Linked DNA regions of Pan troglodytes: region 1 is linked to region 2. Evidence: chromatin contacts called from public capture Hi-C data. All regions are on one chromosome and are shown on one strand. Each heading gives the region's core, a stretch centred on a gene start, on an enhancer-like site or on the middle of the called end of the contact. The rest is flanking DNA. Distances are from core to core; before and after follow the strand shown.

Region 1 (6,976 bases), core at 844-3,343, 220 kb after region 2:
ATTTTTAAACTGCAAATAGTCGTTACAAAAAGTTTTTTTTTCTTTTAAATAAATTCACACAAAGAAAGAGAAATAGAAAGCGACGGTAGTGACCAGCAAGAGGAATAATAATTACATTCATCTTAATGTGTGTGTGCCAGTTCTGTTTACATTAACATTGGAAAACTCCAGACCTGGAATCCAGAACCTCAAATCTGTGAGTGGAATGTCTTGAGATGGGCACGTGGAAGTCAAAGGGTTTCTCTTTTTTTTTTTTTCCCTTTTAGAAGCTATACATAAAAAGTTGTTTTCCTTCTGTACTGTCACAGAACTTTTACATACATTCTCAGTCCTAGTTGTGAAAGGCCTAAAGAGAAAGAAACTCAATTTGCAGTCCAACACAAAGGGGGGAATTTCTAAAATAAATAATCCAACAGTTTTTTGCATTTTTTTAAATTAATTTTTCATTTTTTTAAAATAAAATAACCAAAAAAGTGTAAAGTTACAAAAAATGTCGTTGAAGAATAATATATTAAAACTGTGGAAAAAAAGGAAAAAGACACGTCACAAAATTTTAAGATTAATATGAAGATCATAATTTAACATAAAAGAATATATTCTATGGATTTGTCATCCCGATAAATATGAACAAAATTAACAAAAAAAAAGCATAGTTTGGCAATAAATACGTTTTGATAAGTTAAATAAGCTTTTTTATATTGATGTGCAGTGACAAGCAAAATTTTTGCTCTCCAATTTCTGAAAGTTATATGAAGTTTAAAACCCAGGGAAGAAAGCATGGCGTGAGTGCTCTAAGGATAGACCTACGGTATTCTAGAGCAAAAACCATTAAAGCTACTTCTACAGGAAATCGTTTTACACAGATATTGTATGTGGAATGAATACCATTAACTGCTCACCCCTTACATTTTTTTTTTTTTAGCTTTTCTCTCATTTTTTTTTGTTGTTATTTTTTTTAAAAAGATGTCACATATGAACTGGGGAACTTTAGCACCAAAATCAAGTCTCTCCTAGTCCATCTAGCTTCCCCTTCCTCCCCGCTTAAAAAAAAGAAAAAATTAAATCACAAAGTCCCACTTAAGTCAAAATCTTCGTCCGCTTTTTCAGCCTTCCTTCCTGCAGACCTACACAAACCCAGGCAAGATTAGTCAACAGGGGTTCAGATCGGGAAGAAAAAGGTTTTGAATGTCAAGACAGGTTTCCCCCAAAACCCTGGTCTGGCAACAACTCTTCGGGGGGGGGGGGGGGGGGGTACAGGTGGAGAGGTGCCGCCGGGAAGAGGGGAGGAGGAATAAGTGTGCGGGAGACTGAAATGAGGGAAGGTGCAGTTGTGTCGCCAGTGGAGGGGGCTGCTGGTTCCGGGTCTCCACCCCCCCATGGGCAGAGGCTCCGGGAGGCCCACGGGTGCCCTCTGGCGCTGAAGAGGTAATGTAGTCACAGTGACAAAGTTAGATTACAAGGCACTAAGTTGCTTCTGTAAACTGTTACTGCTTTTTCTCTTGTGATTTGGCACTTAAGGCTTAAGCCGGAAAAAAAAAGGCATCTACTGACAAAATATGGGACTTGTCTGTTATGCATGGTAAGTGGGCTATAAAATCCAGGGAGGGGGTTTCAAGCCAGAAGAAGCTACTGACAAATTGACTTGTCCTTATGTTAGGTGGGGTTATGAGGGGGAGAGGGAGGGCACATTCTGAGGTGCTGGGGGAAAGGGGTTGAGCTTAACCTTGTTAATGTAGGGCCTGTGGGGAATGGGATGGGTAGGGAGAAGAGGGTATGGGATGTGGGTGCAGGGTAGGGGCTGGAGTAGGCAGGAGGTCCCTCCCTACCCTGGCTTAGTCATCTGAGATGGAAAGTCTGCTGAAGATGGGCAGGCGTCTTGAGTTGTCCAAGGTCGGGGAGTCTGAGCCACTGTGGCTGCTGCTGGAGCTGCTCAGGTAGCCCTCCTGGTCCGAGAGAGAATCCTGAGGGCTGGGGGGAGAGTCAAACATGTGAGGGGACTCGGACATGGGCCGGAAGAGGAAGGTGGTCGGGGAGCCACCCCCGGGCAGCCCCATGCTAGGGGCAAAGAGGCTTGCCAGCTCCTGGCTGGAGAAGGCAAAAGGGTTATTGGTGCCATCGGGCAGGGTAGGTGAGCCCAGGAGGTCATCGGCGCTCAGAATAGGGGGTGGGGTGATGGACGTGGGGCTGTCCAGCAGCCCGGTGGCAGCGGCGGTGGCAGCGGCACTGGGAAACCCAGCAAAGCTAAAGCTATGCTGGAGGCGGGGACGGTCAGCGGAGAGGTCCCGGGCCCCGGCCAGGGCACGGCGCTCTTCAGCGTTGTGGATGAAGTGGCAGCGGGGCCCGTAGGGGCAAAAGCCGATGGTGTGGAAGGTGCGGCACAGCTCCGTCTTGTACTTGGGGTGGCGGGTCAGGCTGCGGAGCTCGTGGATGCCGTGTGCGAACTGGCACTTGTCCCCGTACTTACAGGCACCGTTTTCCTCAAAGGGGCGGCACAGCTCCGTCTTGTAGCGGCTGGAGTTGACCTGGCCGCCCCCGGGCTGCTTCTGGGTGGGCAGCAGCCGCTCGCCCCCTTCCGAGAAGGAGCGGTCTCGGAAGCGGCTGTCTCGCGAGCTCAGAGCGGGGGCTGGCTCACCCTTGAGGCTGCTGAGGAGCTGGTTCTGGTGGAACTTGGAGCTGGGCAGGGTGACTGAGTGCCTCCGAGGGAAGCCCCCACCAGCAGGGGTGCCCACTGCCTTTCTGTCCAGCAGGCAACCCCCTGCACCGGGAGCACTATAGTTGAGCATCTTGTTACCCTGGAGAGAGAAGAGAAAGGATGGTAAGGACGGAGGACATCCACCAGGATGTCCACTATGGGCAGCCCCTACACAACCACAAACGCCCGCTCTTTCTCAAAGAACTCATCTCTACCTCGGCTCTAGCAAGCTCCCTTCCCTCTCTCCCTCCCATAGGCCATTCACCTGGGTTTATTTTGGCCCCATGCGTAAGAAACCACAAGATCCAAACTGTGTGACAAGCACCCTACTCCATGCTGACTCCTGCAATGCAACCCCCATATCCTCTGTCCCCAAAGCTACCACGTTAATCTGTAAAGTTCAACTTCTTTACTAGTCAAACAGATTCTTCAACTCAAAATATCTCACACAACCCAGACCTCTCTAGATTACCGCACCCCGCCCCCGCCACCGCCCGCGACAAAAACAGGTAAACCTCAGAAAGGAGTCGATCATAGGCTACGTTAGGTCCCCTTCCAATCAGTCTCTGCTTAATTGATACCCCCTCCTTCAAGACCTGGCCTAAGACTCTCAACTTCCTCCTTCAGAAGTGTTCCCTTCCTTTGGCAACAGGTTTTCAGACTGCCTTTGCTTTTTCTTGTGGGGAGGAGATTGGGGGCCTGGTCTGAGGTTGGGGGAGACAGGGATGTGATTCCTGAAAATAAAACTCTTTGCCCTAAGTTCCCGGAAGAGATATTTTCTACAATAATCTCTCTCACCATTTCCACTCAGCCCTAGCCCACCCCGCCCCCTTCACTGAGAAGATGCCTTTGCAATTAGTCTTTTGGCTGCAAGAGCAAGCTTGGATAAGAGCTCCAGTGTTTAATCTTTAACGCAAAGCTGCAGATGGAAAGGAAAAGGAAAGCACCAACCCCCCCTACCCACCTCCTAGTCAATAGCGGATTGGGGGTGGTGGGGATGGGGGCAGAGCCACCAATGGCAGGTTTCTGTTCCAATAGGACCCTGGTCACCTGCCCAAATTGTACCCAAGATTTGGAAATGGTGCAGGTCAGGGACCTAGGAGTTAGTTCCCAGCCCATGTGGGTGTCGTTGTGCAAATTCTAATGTTGGTCCCTTAGGATCAGCAGGGGGGGACCGGGAATCTGTAACTGCAACCACCCCACCGAGAGGATTACAGGAACCCAGTCGAGAGCTGGTTCCCAACAATGAGGTTCATTTAAAAAGTCCTGAGGGGGGAGGGGGGCCAAAGAAAGAAATAGATCAAAGAGCGGGAGAGTCGAGAAAAGAAGGAAGAAATGTTGGGGAGCGCTGGCAGCCGGGCTGGCAAGTGGAGTTTGGGAATGTGCAGGGAGGGAAGGAAGCTGAAAAATTCAAACTTTTTAAATGCTACTCTTCAGCTCCTCGGCGTCCCTGCACCCCAACCCTGCAGCCCTGGGGCGTTGGCAGCTGCACCAACAGGAGCAGCAAGCTGGGAAAACAGAGCAACATGACCCGACGTGTTAAGAGAAGGCAAAACACTTCAGCAATTAAAAAGTAGCCCAGCAACTTCACCCTTTCAAATTGGGAGGGGGAGGTTGGAAAGAAATTTAACAACATCCATAGACTTTTGCTATGTACATTTAAACCGCAGTCCTGGAACATTCCGAGTTTAAAACTTGCTTTTTCAACACTGGCTGACAAGCAACATGTTTTAAGGAGGCCCCCATTAAATCCTTACTCGCGGGACTCTCGAGTTTAAGCCAGCATTTTGTCGCCACCTCCCCCCCCAACCCCGCCCGCAATCGATGAGCCGCAATGCCTCGGCAACACAGGTAAGCGGGTCAACCTGAATGCCTCTTTCACCCCAAAGTTTGCTGCACGATCGGCTATCGCGGGAAGAAGCCCAACGGAGCTAGGGCGGACTCAAGCCCCACTGCAAACTTGTTCTGCAACATCTTTTTGAATCACAACTTGGCCTTTCTTCCTCGCATATCCCCAGCTCCCCCCAAAGAGTGGAGGAAAACATTGTCCCGAGACTCACTTCCCCGAGGGACCTCCCACTCCCAACCCCACGGGTGGGTAATGCCGCTGGACAGACCTAGGGCGCAGACTGGGAACCCGATCAGACCAGCAAACCTGGGATCCAGCAGCACGTTACGTAAAACAGAATCGCCCAAAACTTGTCCCAATCCCAGCCCTCCCCCCGAAGCCCCCGGGCTGCCCTGCCAGGCAAACTTCGCCCCTCAAAACCCTGGCCTCCAGATTCACATGTAATCCCCGCCAGGAACTGTTGAAACTCAAAGGGTGGGAAGGACGGGGCCAAATTCCTTCAAACTTGGGAGAAATGCGGGAGGAGAAAAGAATCATCTCGCTGCACCACTTTCCCCACTGCCTTCCAAGACCCAAACTTTTGGGGGTTCTTAAGGCAAAAGAAAAAGACTTTTTGAAAAGCAAATGCTCCGCCCCCCTTTACCTTGCATAAAACTTCGCTCAAGTCGAAGATGGTGGCAGACACGAGGGTGGTGGTCATCCTGTGCGCTCGCGCGAGCCAGGGGCGAGGATCTGGTGTGTCGCGAAGGTCCCGGTGCGGGGAAGGCGCAGCCTCTCCTGTCTGGAGTCCCACACGCCAGTTCCCGGCGCCCCTCGCCTTTCTGACTCCGGGCTGGGGCGCGCAAAGCCCAATTTATAAAGTTTCAGATTTGGTGGGCCGGGGGGAGGAGGAGCTTTAAACTTATTTAAATGAGGAAGAGGAGGAAAAAGAAGTTGATTGACACTGGAGTTGAATCAGCCATGCGGTCAGGCGGGGAGGGGGGGGCAGGGGGAGGAGAAGAAACTTTCAAAAGGAAGAAGGGGGAGGGGAGACGAGAAAACAAGGCGGAAAAAAAAACCCCACTGTGAGCCGCGCACAACTTTTTTTTTTTTTCTTAAAGAGGAAAAGTTTCGAGTCGGCTGACTTCCCTACCCGGCGCTTCAGGCGCCCCCTCTCCGGGGCCGCGCGGGCGCAGAGCGGGAGGGGCGCGCCCCCTCCTTTGTCAGCCTCAGAGCGCGGCTGTGACGTCACTCATTCCACTCCCTCCGGGGTTCTTGTTGTCGTGTTGTTGTTTTTTGTTGGGCAGGAAGGCGGGCTCGACTTTCTCTTTTTGCCAGCGGGAGCTGAAGCCCGTCCTTAGCGCCCGGGCCGCGGTTTCCATCTTGAGCTGGCGGTCTCCTTGAAACTTCCCCAAGTGTCTGCACAACTTACCTTTTCCCGACTTCTCTTCGACACTCGGCTCCCTTCGGCAAACCGGGCAGGCCGAGGACATTAGAAATTTGGGACGCACAGAATGTTCAAGCCTAGGATTTTATGTTGCTGTTTTTTTTCCAGCGGGGCGTAGGGTGGGGGCGCGGTGCTGGGGGTACTAGGGAAACTTTTTCCCCAGGAGGACATGGTCTGGCGGGGGCGAGCGCGGCACAATTTAGTGCGCCGCACGCGTCTACACTCGCGCTCGCTTTGCAGCCGGCGCTCTCCGGGTGTGGGCGGGTGGGGGGCGCCGCAAAAAAAGACCACAACCCGGGACGATTGTTTTACCAGGCCTAGGCGTGGCGTTTCTTTTCACGCATCCAATCTTTAAACTTTTTAGTCAAGAAAACCCTAATCCTTCCTGAATGCCCCTTCCTCCCAGAAAAAGCCCACCGAGCAACTCACTACTTTCCACGCGCGCTCCGAATTCTGGGCGGCGCCACAACCCTCCCTCCTCCGTCCTCCCCACACACACCTCAAGACTGTAGAACAATGAAAAAAGGTTACTTTGGTAAGAATGAAGGTAAAGAGGTGGAGGGAGGCAGCACTTTTAACTTATTGTTGCTTCTCTCTCGCCCCCACGGGAGTGGAACATATGGCTTGTCACGCTGCGCCGTTTTGGCGGGAGGTGGAGAGGGGGGCATGGGAGCCACGAAACCGAAGGGCCCGCAATGGAGCATGACTCCCTTGAAAATGATAAAATATATACTGTTAGGTTTGGATGCCGCCCACCCAAATAAAAAGTTAACGTGTCCCCCACCCGCCCCCTGCGCCTTGGCCCGACTGCTGGCGTGATGACCCAGGCGGAAGTCGCAGGGCTGCGCTTCTTTCCGATTTCCACGCGGGCTCCGCCGCCCCCCTCGGCCCTCGCACGTTTCTTCCCAGCACTCGAGGCCGCCGAGTCTGTTATGAAACCCGGTGCTGCGGAGTGGCTAGGATTGAGTTCCATTGCGATGTAATTAGGTCACCCCATTATGAGCACGTT
Region 2 (6,288 bases), core at 610-3,109:
CCGTGGCTGTGCCATTATTGTCTCCTCCTTTCATATTAGCCCCATCTCTGTAAGTAGATTTTAAGCTCCTGGTACTTGGATTCTACCATAGTGCCTGGCCTGTGGCAGGAGTTCCATATGCAGGGCTGACATATTGCATAGTTCCAGGGGTCCCGTTCACATGATATGAATGGGGCCCCTGGAGTTACACAAGTTATAGCCCTGTCCATAAGTCCTTGGTGATTGAACAAAACTCATTCCAGGACCTGAAAAAGAAACAATTATTGTGATCATGATTCAGTTCAAATCTTCAGGTGATTATTGAACAGCTACTATGTACTAACCACCAATGATACAAAAAATGAATAAAATGGCTGTTCTTACCCTCTGAGAAACTATAGTCTTGCGACACAGAAAGGTAAGCAAACAGATCACCATAATACAATGTGAAAAGTGCTAAGATAGAAACATGGGTAAAGGAGATGGCACTTGATGTGTAGCCTGAAGGATTCATAGGAATTTGCCAGGTAGGTGAGTGGGTGGAGAATATTCCAGCAAAAAGGGACATCATTGGCAAAGTGAAATTACATGGTACATTCAGAGAGCTGCAAGTGGTACAGCTTATTTTCTGATGATAAAACCAGAAGCCCAGTGGTTAAATTGCCTGTGGTCCCCAAGCAAACCTGTACCAGACCATTGGCATGATAGGATTATGTGTATCACCTGCACTTACTGCTTCTGGAATCAAAAAGAAAGAATAGAGCCCTATCTTTCCTGGCCATCCCTTGCTCTTCCAAGGGCTGGGTGGAGTTAAGACACAGAACTTCCTTGTATTTTTTTTCATATACACTACCCTGTGTTGCTCTGTGCACAATAGGGTGTACCATTCAAGCAGTGGAACTGGATCCCTCTAGAACCCTCACTGGGCAACCTCAGGAACGGGCAGCCATTTTCAACAAGCTTTCCTTCAAAGCTTGCACTGTTTTTGGCCTACCTCATAAGTTCTTCTTCCTCGTCCTCCCTTTCTTCTTCCTCTGCCCTCTCTTTGCCTTCTTTCTCATCTTTTTTGATATTTTGGATGCAAGAAGTCTGGTTAATTAGATAAAACCCAGTGTGGGCAAAAATAGAGTTGTTTCTTCCCCCTGCATGGCTTCCTCTCCCCAACCCAGTTGCTAAGTGGTCATTGGCCACCATATTGGAATTTAGATGTGGCTGGGCTTCCACAATGCATGGTCCAATCTCAGAGTGTGTTGAAGGGCTTTGGGGTCTGGTTGGATAAAACAGCTGAGGCCCAATGTTGTGGTTCTTGGCACCTCTCATTTCCCCTTTCTGTATTTCCCTTCGGCATCATCAGCAGGATTTTGTTTAAGGCTTCTGGATCTTGTCTTTGTTTCACCCGGGAAAGTCCCTGCAGGGAGAGCTAAGATCTCCCCAGAGGAATGGGCCAGAGCCCTGACCTCTGTCACCCGAATTGTTTAGGAGAAGCAGCCCCCATAGGGGTTAGGAGGGTGATCAATTGGCAACTTAAGGAGTAAAGGCCTCTCTCTCCCTCTTCTGCCTCTGCTTATTGTGCTCAGAAGGGCAACAGGGTCAGCAGCAGCAAACTGAGGGGCCAACTCACCACGCCTTGAAAGAGGCTCGTTTTGTGTTTCAGTAATGAGCACTCTTTCTCCCCTTGGATGCACTCAAATTTCACAAGTTACAGGGAACCTGTCAACTGCTGTTTTCATTGTATGGGGCTCACAGGGAACTTGGATATAGGGCAAGCTTGTTTCAAAGAAAGCAGGGGAAAGAAAAGTCCTGAATAGCTGCAATGTGCTGTCATATGCAGATCACAGCCCCAGTTGCTATGGGACACCTCTGCCCGCAGAGAGGGCAAGATGCCGAACGTCCCTTATTGATGTGATTGCCTCCTTGGAGATGGGAATGCCCCTCTAAAAGGGCCAGGCTAGGAGCCGACAGCACCACGGGCTCTTGGGTTTGCCATGGAACCGGGCCTGAAGCAGCCTGCATCCCAGCAGCCTCTGCCTTCCCACTGGCTGTTCAGTAGGGAGCCCCCCAACCCAGGGGCTGAGGGAACAGGCCAAGCTAACCCTGGAAAAGTGAGGAGAGGCAGGTGGGAAGGGTCCCTTTTTGCGGGGCACAAGCTTTTGCTCATAGAAGGGCTACTGGAGGGCATGGTTGTGAACCAGGCCTGATGTTAAAGACAGGTTTCACCTTCTTTGTTTGTCTTGCCCTCTGAGAACACTTGGCAATAACATTCCTTTCCTGACAGGCTCATTTTGTAGCTGACGGACATTGTTTTCTTTCCCCTGTTTACCTAATGTGGCCCAGAGTAACAGAACAGGCTGTGCCAGCGAGAGAGGAGAGTGAGCCTCCCCAGTGGCTCCTGGGTCCCCATACCCAGGTCCCTCTGCCCTGAGCTCCTTGCCTTGCATCTGTTTGCCCCACCTGTGGGAACAGGGAGTACCCAGAGGGCTGTCCTGCCTGGAATCAAGCACTGGCAGGACCTGGGTTGGGGGAGCCTGCGATTAGGAGAGGGCCCAGAATTATGACTCTCTCCCTGGGGTCATTTGACTGCAAGGTTAGAAGGCCTGAGATCAAACAAGGCTATGAGAAACCAGCCTTGTCACTTTGCATAGGATAGACCAGTGGGAGCCAAGATTGGAGGCATCTGAAGGTCACTGTAGGACCTTAAAAATACCAGGGGAGGGTACTGTGAGAAACAGATTCCCATCAACTGTTTACTAAACACTCTATGCTATTTAAAGGGACAAAAGCATGGCCAGGTCCTATCATCAGGGAGTCTAAATCTGGGGTCTGCAGCTGAGCCAGGAGGGGGGGTCCAGTGCCCTTGGCAGCCTGCTGTAACCTTCTGACCCTCTGTGTCCAGCCCCCATCCCCATTTTTACCTCCAGCCAAGCTTCTCCCTGTGGGGGTTAACAGGGTAAATACTGAAGTCCAGGCCTTTCCCTCAAAGAAGCTGCAAATCTAGTAAGAGAATAATATGTGCATATATGAAACTATAATTTAAGACACTGTGATCAATAACCTAAAGGGAAAGGCTCTGAGGACATCCAGGGGTCTTGGGCTCAAAGGCTGGAGCGCCACACACACACACACACACACACACGCACACACACACACACATGCACACACACACACATCAAATCACATATTAGCTCGTGTCTTCATGAGCTTTCCAGTTTGCAAACCGCTCACACATACAGCATTTCCTTTAAACTTCACATCAGCCAGTGAAGGGGCTTTGTAAGCCTGAAATGTAAGATCTAACAACCCTCCCAGAATGATAGAATTGGCAGAGGGGGGAGGCAGAGACTGTCAAGCAATGGCAAGTTTTCTGATTGGCTGGAACACAGGGCAGGTGACCCCGTGAGCTAAGGTGAAACAACCAGGCTGAAGGCCTTGCATGCTGCAGTGCTGGGTACAACCATGTCAGTTCAAACCAGATTCAATTTGGTTGGTTAATGTGCCCATTTCCCATTGCTGCCATACAAACTTAGTAGCTTCAACAGTACAAATCAATTACCTGTATAATCCTGGAGGTCAGAAGTCCAAAATGGATCTCACTGAGCTAAAATCAGTGTCATCAGGGCAGTGTTCCCTTCTGGAGGCTGCAGGAAAGAAAGTGTTGTCTTGTTTTTTCCAGCTTCTAGAGGCCGCCCACATTCCTTGACTCATGGCCCCCTTTCTCTGTCTTCAGAGCGAGCAACATCACAGCTCTCCGACCAATCATTCTTCCATTGCCACTTCTCCCTCTGACTTGGATTCCTCTTCTGCCTCCCTCTTCTTCTTTTAGGACCCTTGTGATTACGTTGGGCCAGGACAATGTGCCTGTTTTAAGGTTAGCTAACTAACAGCCTTAATTCCCTTTTTCCTGTCAGGGAACATGTTTATAGGCTTCAGGAAATAGGCCGTGGACACCTTTGAGGGGCCGTTATTCTCCCTACCACATATAGTTAGTTGGTTGATTGTTAGTTGTTCAGTTATTGGTTGTTTGGTGTTGGGTGGCTGTTTTTTGTTTGTTTGTTTGTTTGTTTTTTGAGAATCTCCATGGCTCAGGTCCTTACCTGAGAGCCAGATAATCACGTTTGTTAAAAGAAGAGAAAAAATGAGAGTGAGCAGCCGCTAAGGGGAAGAAGGAGCTACAAGAGGCGGCACAGAAAGTGGACATCGATTTTATTTCGTTGTCCATCATTTTCAATCTATAAAGCACAATCCCCAAAACTACAGCACATGCCATTCTGGGGAAATTTGTTAGCTCACGGACCCCCACAGACCCCAGTGTGTGGCTGTTTCATACTTCATGCAAACAGGCCCTTGGACTCTGTCTCATGTCCTCTGGCTTAGAAGCAGGGATGTTTGTAATCTACAAACAAAAGGTCGTCTGACCAACCTTTTGAGATGTAATCTCGAATCCAGATATACTAGTGGGTTCTGCTAAGTGTCTATTGGTCCCCTAGTGTCTCTCAAACCCACAGTGGGCTTCAGTCTCTCCCAGGCATCAGCCCTAACCCTGTGGCATGGGCCCTGCCCAGCTGCCTCCCAGACGTCACACCTTGCAGGCTGGACTGTGTCAGCAGCTGCCTTGCTTTCCTTGCTGGAAACCTAAACCTGCTTTTTAAGGAGCCCCTCAAAACTCTTGAAATAAGATGTGGGCATTGCTCACTTGCCCTGAGCTGCCCCTTGCAGCTGGGGGGCTGCTTGGTTTGCTCTCTTGGCAAAGCCCCTTGCTTTTACTCTGCTGGGGCCCAACTCCTTCCTTCTTTGTTTCCTTGCCTGGGGCTTCTGATTCCAGTAAGCCACCCCAATAACTCCTGGGGTGCCCCCACGGCTCACCTGCCAAAGCCACTCCCACCTGATCCCAGACTATCCACTCATCCCTGGCCTGTGGCTTGTCCCGACCTCCCAGTGGGTCCTGGCTTCTATCACTGACCTTCTAGGTGGTGACTTCAATCTTGATATGCTCTGCCCCTGCTGACCTTGACTTCCCATCTCCAAACTGCCAGTGTCATATCAATAGCATCACAACATAATGGCTAATGCTTCTGAGCTCTTACTACACCTCAGGTACTGTACATGTTTTCGCTCATTTAATCCTCATCACAACCCTAGACAGAACCCTATGAAGAATGGGTAGTAGCCCATCTTACGCGTGAGGAGACAAAAGCACAGAGAGATGAAACAGCCTACCCATGGTGCAACAGGTCATATGTGATGGAGTCGGGGAATCAAACCCAGGCCAGGGAGTGTCATCATCCCTCACATCTGGATTTCTGCTACAGTCACCTCATACTACTCTATCTTATTTCCAGTCAACTCCCAGCAGCCAGGGTGAACTGTATGTACAATGGATCATGTCCTCCACTGCTCAGAGCCTTCCAGCAGTTCTCACCTCACTCAGAGCCTTCCAGCAGCTCTCACCTCACTCATAAAAGCCAGAGGCTCATGTGGCCCACAGGCCCACGTGGTCGAGCCCTGCTCCTTCTCTACCCCACCTCCTGCTGTGCCCCCTCGCACTCTCCTCCACTCGGCTACACTGGACTCCTTACTGTTTCTCAGAGAAACCAAGCACACCCCTGCCTCGGTGTCCCTGTACTTGCTATTCCTTCCACCTGGATTGCTCCCTGCCTCCTCACTGCCCATACTTGGCCCATTCCTTTCTTAAGGAGAGCTTTGCTGATGTTCTACATTTAAGAAACTTAAGACCCACCTTTGCCGACATCCCTACCCAAAGTCTTCCTATCCCCCTTACCTGGCTTTATTTTTCTCCATATATTTGTCACCAAATAACACATGAGAGCTACCTGTGTTGTTTATTATCTGTCTCTCCCACGGGGAATAAAGCTTCAGGAGGGCAGCACCCTTGACCACTGCTACGTATCCAGCACTGTGTAGGGCGCCTAGCAGGTCTTTGTTAAATGAGTGGATGAAGTCTCAGGACTCCCCTCAGGAGCCTAAGGTTCTGGGAGGCTCCAGACCACCATCCAACCTATATCTGTTCCTGGGCCACCAAGGGGGCAGGCCTTCCATTCAGCCCGCAGATGAAGACTTTAGCTTCACTTTGGTGCTCAGTTCCCTCTACAGAGCCCGGCAAACAAGAGCATGCAGCACATGAGTATGGGCTGAGCTTGAGCTTTTGTTCTTATTGACTGCTGTGTGTGGGGGGGTGTGGGTGTGGGTGTCAGTGTGTGTATGTGTGTGTGTGTGTGTGTGTGCTCACTCACATGTTGAAGGAACTCCATTGCTCTCCTCTCCACCCCCACCCCTACTCCAGCAAGCTGAGGG

What was found. Capture Hi-C pulls out chosen DNA fragments and counts their contacts.
Region 1: a capture Hi-C map of stem cell-derived neural stem cells shows a contact between it and region 2, with 6 times the contacts expected there. The contact joins two enhancer-like sites. A contact is called at or near these places in 1 of 7 Hi-C or Micro-C datasets (blood), 1 of 1 datasets of contacts at active chromatin or transcription factors (stem cell-derived excitatory neurons) and 1 of 1 other capture datasets (stem cell-derived neural stem cells).

The regions. Positions count from the first base shown.
Region 1 is chr15:66,769,143-66,776,118 of NHGRI_mPanTro3-v2.0_pri, forward strand. It overlaps ZFP36L1 (ZFP36 ring finger protein like 1), which reads right to left. Exons shown (of 3, transcript XM_063793611.1): 2 at 5,185-5,441; 3 at 1-2,792. The coding sequence starts at 5,241. The coding sequence ends at 1,833. Among named protein-coding and RNA genes, the nearest start is that of ZFP36L1, 5.2 kb to the right of the region's middle. Within about 2 kb of position 2,094, at least 8 of the 24 cell types and tissues checked have an H3K27ac peak or open chromatin away from gene starts, as enhancers often do. A contact at or near this core is called in stem cell-derived neural stem cells, where this site is marked.
Region 2 is chr15:66,548,977-66,555,264 of NHGRI_mPanTro3-v2.0_pri, forward strand. All of the region lies in intron 10 of RAD51B (RAD51 paralog B), which reads left to right. Among named protein-coding and RNA genes, the nearest start is that of ZFP36L1, 230 kb to the right of the region's middle. Within about 2 kb of position 1,860, at least 7 of the 24 cell types and tissues checked have an H3K27ac peak or open chromatin away from gene starts, as enhancers often do. A contact at or near this core is called in stem cell-derived neural stem cells, where this site is marked.